2 separate regions of the Mus musculus genome follow, and region 2 is linked to region 1. Evidence: chromatin contacts called from public Hi-C data. All regions are on one chromosome and are shown on one strand. Each heading gives the region's core, a stretch centred on a gene start, on an enhancer-like site or on the middle of the called end of the contact. The rest is flanking DNA. Distances are from core to core; before and after follow the strand shown. Region 1 holds the start of Phf2os1 (a long non-coding RNA gene). Region 2 holds the start of Faf2 (Fas associated factor family member 2).

Evidence for each region. Hi-C and Micro-C count contacts between places; a contact is called where the count stands out from the background.
Region 2: a Hi-C map of CD4 T cells shows a contact between it and region 1, with 4 times the contacts expected there. The contact joins the promoter of Faf2 here to the promoter of Phf2os1 in region 1. A contact is called at or near these places in 1 of 39 promoter capture datasets (cranial neural crest) and 1 of 484 Hi-C or Micro-C datasets (CD4 T cells).

The regions. Positions count from the first base shown.
Region 1 is chr13:48,869,618-48,872,317 of GRCm38.p6, forward strand. Phf2os1 (a long non-coding RNA gene) reads left to right here and starts at 1,334. Exons shown (of 2, transcript XR_003950516.1): 1 at 1,334-1,586. Phf2 (PHD finger protein 2) reads right to left here and starts at 1,268. Exons shown (of 22, transcript NM_011078.3): 1 at 1,051-1,268. The coding sequence starts at 1,148.
Region 2 is chr13:54,620,482-54,623,181 of GRCm38.p6, forward strand. It overlaps Faf2 (Fas associated factor family member 2), which reads left to right and starts at 1,303. Exons shown (of 11, transcript NM_178397.3): 1 at 1,303-1,422. The coding sequence starts at 1,360.

The DNA.
Region 1 (2,700 bases), core at 84-2,583:
AGAACCACACACCGTTCTCTCCCTCCAGCCTGCTACTCGCTGTTAAAAACTCACACCCAGGGGACAGACAGACCTGTCCAGCTTCAGGCCAGCCCTCTTGAGGCCCAAGCACATCCCACAGGCAAAGTCAAACACAAGAGAACCTGTTGGAGCAGTTTAAGCAGGATGATCACCTCTTTCTCCTCCTCTTACTTCTAAGTAGGAAGGGACTTAGGCTCTTAAAAAGTAGACACAAGGCCAGGTCATGGCCACCGGCAAGGGCCCAGAGGGCGGGTTTAGTATCTCCAAGCTTACCTCTTTCCCTCCTCCCCATCTTCCTTAAAGAGCATAAGGTCATGTCAAAACTGGGGTTCCTCTGCCTGAAGCAGAGAGGAGGGAAATGGGGAGCCGAGCAGGCCAGGAAATGAGCGGCCAAGCCACAACACCCCCACCCCAACACACAGACACTCACGTCGGTCTGTCACTGCACTCCCGCCTAGGCCCGCAGGCCGGCCCGAGCCAGTAGGCACGCGGGGTCCCCGGTGGGGTCCTGCCCGCCAGGACACAGTCCCGAGGGGGTTCCCGGGATCCAGCACAGACGGGGGGCACTGGCCGCTACCTCGCTACCGTTCCCCCGGTCCACCCGAGCCCTGCCAGCTCCGGAGCCCGCCAGTCGCGCCTCTCGGGGGACCCGCGCCGGGCCGCGCGCCCGCCTCTCCCGGCCCGGCCGCCCCGAGCCCGCGCGGGGAAAGTTCCTGCAACTTCGCAGGGGGCTGGCGGCGGGGGCCCCGGGCCTGGGCCTCGTCCGGCTCCTGGCCTCCGCGGCCACTGCGGCCCCGCTGTCAGACGACCGGGTCCCAGCCCCATCGCGGCCGGAGCCCCAACTTCCCCGCGCCCCTCGCCCGCCCCGGCCACGGGCCTCGCTTTGTGCGCGGCGGCCGTACGCCCCCGCCCTGGGCACAAAAGGGCGCGCGGCCCGGCGGCCGAACGCGGCTGCGGTGCCCGGCGGGGCCCGGGGCGCGCGACCAGGGCGCGGGGCTCGGTGGGCCGGGCGGGCCGCGGCGCGCTCACCTGCCGTGGAACCAGTCCTTGCAGGCATCGCACTCGATCATAAAGCGGGTAACGTCGTAGGGCAGCCGGCAGACGCAGTACACGGGCACCGTCGCCATGTTGCCGCGCCGCCGCTCGCCCCGCCGCTGCGCTGCCCGGGTCGGGCCGGGCCGGGCCGGGGGCCGCGCGGCGAGGGCGGCGGGGGCGGCGGGCGCGGGCGCCGCGGCCGGAGCGGACGGGGCCGGGGGCGCTCGGCAGGGCCCGCGCGCGCGCTCGCGGCCGGGCGCGTCCACACAATGCCGGCGCGGGCTGCTGGGGCCGCGCCGGGAGCCGCCCGCCGGGCCGCGGGGCGCAGGGCTGAGAGTGCGCGGGGGGCCCGGCCGCGCGCGGGACACAAAGCGAATGGACGCGCGGGGGCGGCGGGCGGGGAGCCGCGGCCCCACCGAAGGGACCCCCGGCCGCCGAGCGGCCGCTACGTCAGCGCCCCGGGTGGCGCCGCCTCCGCCCGCCGGCCTGGGCCCCGCTCCCGCCGCCGGGAAGGCGGGCCGCGGTAGAAGGTGGGCCGCGGGCCTGGGGGAGCCAGCAGCCGGGCTCGGGGGCACCCCGCGGGAGAGGGTGGCCCCGGGACTCCCAGGGAGACGAGCCGCGGAGCCCCCTGCCCCCGACTACGTGAACACAGTTCGCACAGCCCTGCCTTAGCCAGAAGCAACTCCTTGGCCTTAACTTTCTTCTGACCCCGAAGTGGGATGGACAGGGGGATCTTCCTCCTCTTCCTGGGCCCGGCAGCCTCCCTCCCATCCCGAACTGCGACTGAGTTGCTGGCTTTTGAATAACCTCCCCTTCCCCTTCTTTCTAGCTGGGGGCTGCCTTGCTTCCTCGTACGATCCGGTGAACTTTCCCGATGCTCCGGCAAAAGTCAGGGGACCCGAGAGTGAACTGTTTGTTGTAGGACACAGCTTACCTGGGATTGGTGCCGCCCAGGACCCCTTATTACAACCCATAGACCCACAGACCTTAGGAGCGGAGGACAGTCCAGTGAGTCGCAACTGAGCCACAGGACTGCTGGGGAAGACAAGGGGTTATGTTGTCGCTCTCGCCCCTGCAGTCTTGCTCTGAACTGGCTCCCTGGTCTCACCTGTCCTGCTTAGAGCTTTTTTGTTGGTTGGTTGGTTGGTTGTTTGGTTGGTTGGTGAGATATGAATGAGGGTCCTTCTCTGTCCCCTACCCAGGTCGACCCTGATGAGCAGGGCCATATATTTAGGAAGAAAGCTGTCTGCTAGATCTGCTTCCCCTTTGCCTGTCCCCACACAATACGTGGAGATGCTAGTCTCTGCAGATACATTCCAGAGTTTCAGACCTCTGCTTACCTTGACAAGGCAGAGTCCCAGTTATCCCTGCCCAGAGTGCGGCTGCCAATCAGCTCCATTGCTGGCAACTCAGAGGATAGCCTGTTATGGAATCTGCCCTCAACCAACCCCCACCCTTCCCAAATAGGTAAACCCAGGGCCACAAATCAGGATCCGAACCAGGGCAAGCACTGTGTAACCTAAGGGCACACATGTGGCAGGGGAGATAGGAAATTGGGGCGGGGGGCGCAGACAGGTTACCCCGTCAACCTGTACACAATGAATTCATTTCAAGCTACCTGCCTGAACTCCAGCTGTCCCCTTG
Region 2 (2,700 bases), core at 53-2,552, 5.8 Mb after region 1:
TGAGACTGGGTTTCCCCTGTGTAGCCCTGGCTGTTCTGGAACTTGATTTGTAGACCAGGCTGACCTGGAACTCAGGGATCCACCTGCCTCTACCAACTGAGTACTGGGATTAAAGGTATGTGCTGCCATGCCCTGCTATATACAGACTTTTTTTTTTTTTTTTGTCCACTCATCTACTGGTAGACACTTAGGCTGAGTCTATGATTTATTGTGCATATCAGTAAGTATGTGAATTACAGGTATGTCTATAGTAAACTGACTTTGACTCTTGGAAGTGTGCACCAGAACTGGTGTAGCTGGGTTGTATAACAGTTCTAACTAATTGTGAGGGGAGTCTTTATTCTGATTTCTGTAATGGATGAACTAATAATTTAGTTTCCCATCAGCAGAACATCACTTCTCCCTAGTATGGCTGCTATTAAAAAATTGCTCGTGTGGCTCACGTTTTTATTGGACAATATTAGGCTAAGAAGGGCCTAAAGGTTAGGAATAAAATGCACTCGGGGTGTGTGTGTGTGTGTGTGTGTGTGTGTGTGTTGTTCCTTTGATTGTTGTCGTTTTGACACACGGTCTCATTATGTAGTGCAGGTTGCTCTTGAGTTCAAGATCTTCAAGTCTTGGCCACCGCAGTGTGCCCAGGAAAAGGCAAAGGAGGAATGGGCAGGCTTTAAGTCAATCGCGTTCAACCAAAAGTAACAGAGTCTAGGTGGCTTGCTCCAGGATACCCTTCGTATGCAAGGAATCATACACACTTAAAGTCAAGTTTCCTTGACTCAGACCAACTATCTTATCTTTGGTCTGTCAAAGGGATGAAGGGCGAGTGGCCTGGGCATGAGGTTGGACGAGGTACAGAGCTGAGTGTCTGGGAAGCACCATTAACCTGGTTACAGACACTCCTAGCAAGAGACAACAAAGCCTCACCACTGTTTCCCCTAATAAGGCAGACCAACTTTATGAAAGGATTAAGTATCAAACTGGCGCTATTTCGTGAAAGCAATCGTTTCCTGAGAAATCTTCAAGAATATCGTAGATAATTTAAAAAAACGGTTAAGGAGCAGCCAAATTGCGGGACTCTCTCGAGCTCCTGGAGGTACACTGACCCTCTGGGGTCTGTCATCTTTTCATCAATTTTAGATCTTTGGGAGATAGATCGGCAGGGTCCTGAATTGTTCGGCCTAGACACGCGAACGTCGCCCTCTGGTGGCGAGATTCGGAAGGGGGCGGGGAGGGTGCCCGCGAGTTAGCGCGCGCAGACGCAGTTGAGTCCCGGCGGCGGTTCAGGCCGGAAGTGGTTACACCTGAGATCACTTCCGGCGGGTGACGGTGCGGACGGGTCAGGAGCGTAGAGGCGGCGGCAAAATGGCGGCGCCTGAGGAGCAGGATCTAACTCAGGAGCAGACCGAGAAGCTGCTGCAGTTTCAGGTAGCAGCGAGTTCTCGGTGCAGCCCAGGCCGCCGCGGGATGGGGAGTGGGACCCTAGAGGAGCGCAAAACCATCCTCAGGTTGGGGTTGGGACCAGTTTCAAACCCGCAGGCGGCCCCCTCCCCCCCAGACGCCAACTGCCCGGATTTCCCCGGCGCCCAACCTCTGTGGGTCCTCAGCCTTCCAGCCACCTCTGCTAGCCGGGCTCGACCACAGTGGGTCAGCTGCCTTGATTTCCCGTAGCGTCGCTGGTCTGCAATCCTTGCCGGCCTGATTAACCCGCCAGACCCTCTCCGCCCATCGATTGGTGGGGATGTGCTAGAGATAACTCAGATCCCCAATCGCAGAGTTGGCATCAGCTTGCAGGGCTGGACCGCAGACCACCACCATCCCATGTTATTCACCGACGCTTGCTGGGGGTCTCTCGGTGGTCCCTAGGGCTCGTGTTGGGTGGTTGTAGTGGGGAAAAGAAGCGCCCACACACAGACCTGGCACCTGCCCTAGAAATGTGGGAGGACGCCTCTGGAGGAAACAATGTAACATGAAGTATCATCGAAGGCCTCTGACTGGATTTGTTGCCCTTCGGCTTGCTCCTGAACGGCTGACTCTGCTTGAGGAGGGTGGCAACCTGCAGGACCCGCCCCATTAAGTGGATGTTTCTGGTTTTGTTTTGTTTTGTTTTAAAAAAAAAAAGGCTCTAAGCACTTTAATCAGGTGGAGGGTCTGGTGGGAGGATGCCACCCGGGTGGTGGTAACCATGGCATTAGCCGTATCCTTAGTTCTTACATATAACTTCAAAATGTCTATTCCCTTGCGGATGTTTTAGGAGGTAAACTGAGTTTATGGGTGTTACACGGTATTTAGAAGACTTTGGGGCCGGGCAGTGGTGGCGCACGCCTTTAATCCCAGTACTCGGGAGGCAGAGGCAGGGGGATTTCTGAGTTCGAGGCCAGCCTGGTCTACAGAGTGAGTTCCAGGACAGCCAGGGCTACACAGAGAAACCCTGTCTCGAAAAAACAAAAAACAAAAAAAAAAAAAACAAAAAAAAAAAAAGAAGAAGAAGACAACTTTGTAAACTGTAAAATGTGCCTAAACAGTTGTTACTATTAATAATCATTTTCCAGATAAATTGAAGTCAATAGAACTCATTTTCTAATAGGAAATGTGCTAAATATTGATTTTTTTTAGCACTTTTTATGCTAAGCCTTAATGCCAGACACCGCCCACTAAATATTTGTGATGTCGTGAGAACTTGACTAAAGCATGTTAGCTTTTTGA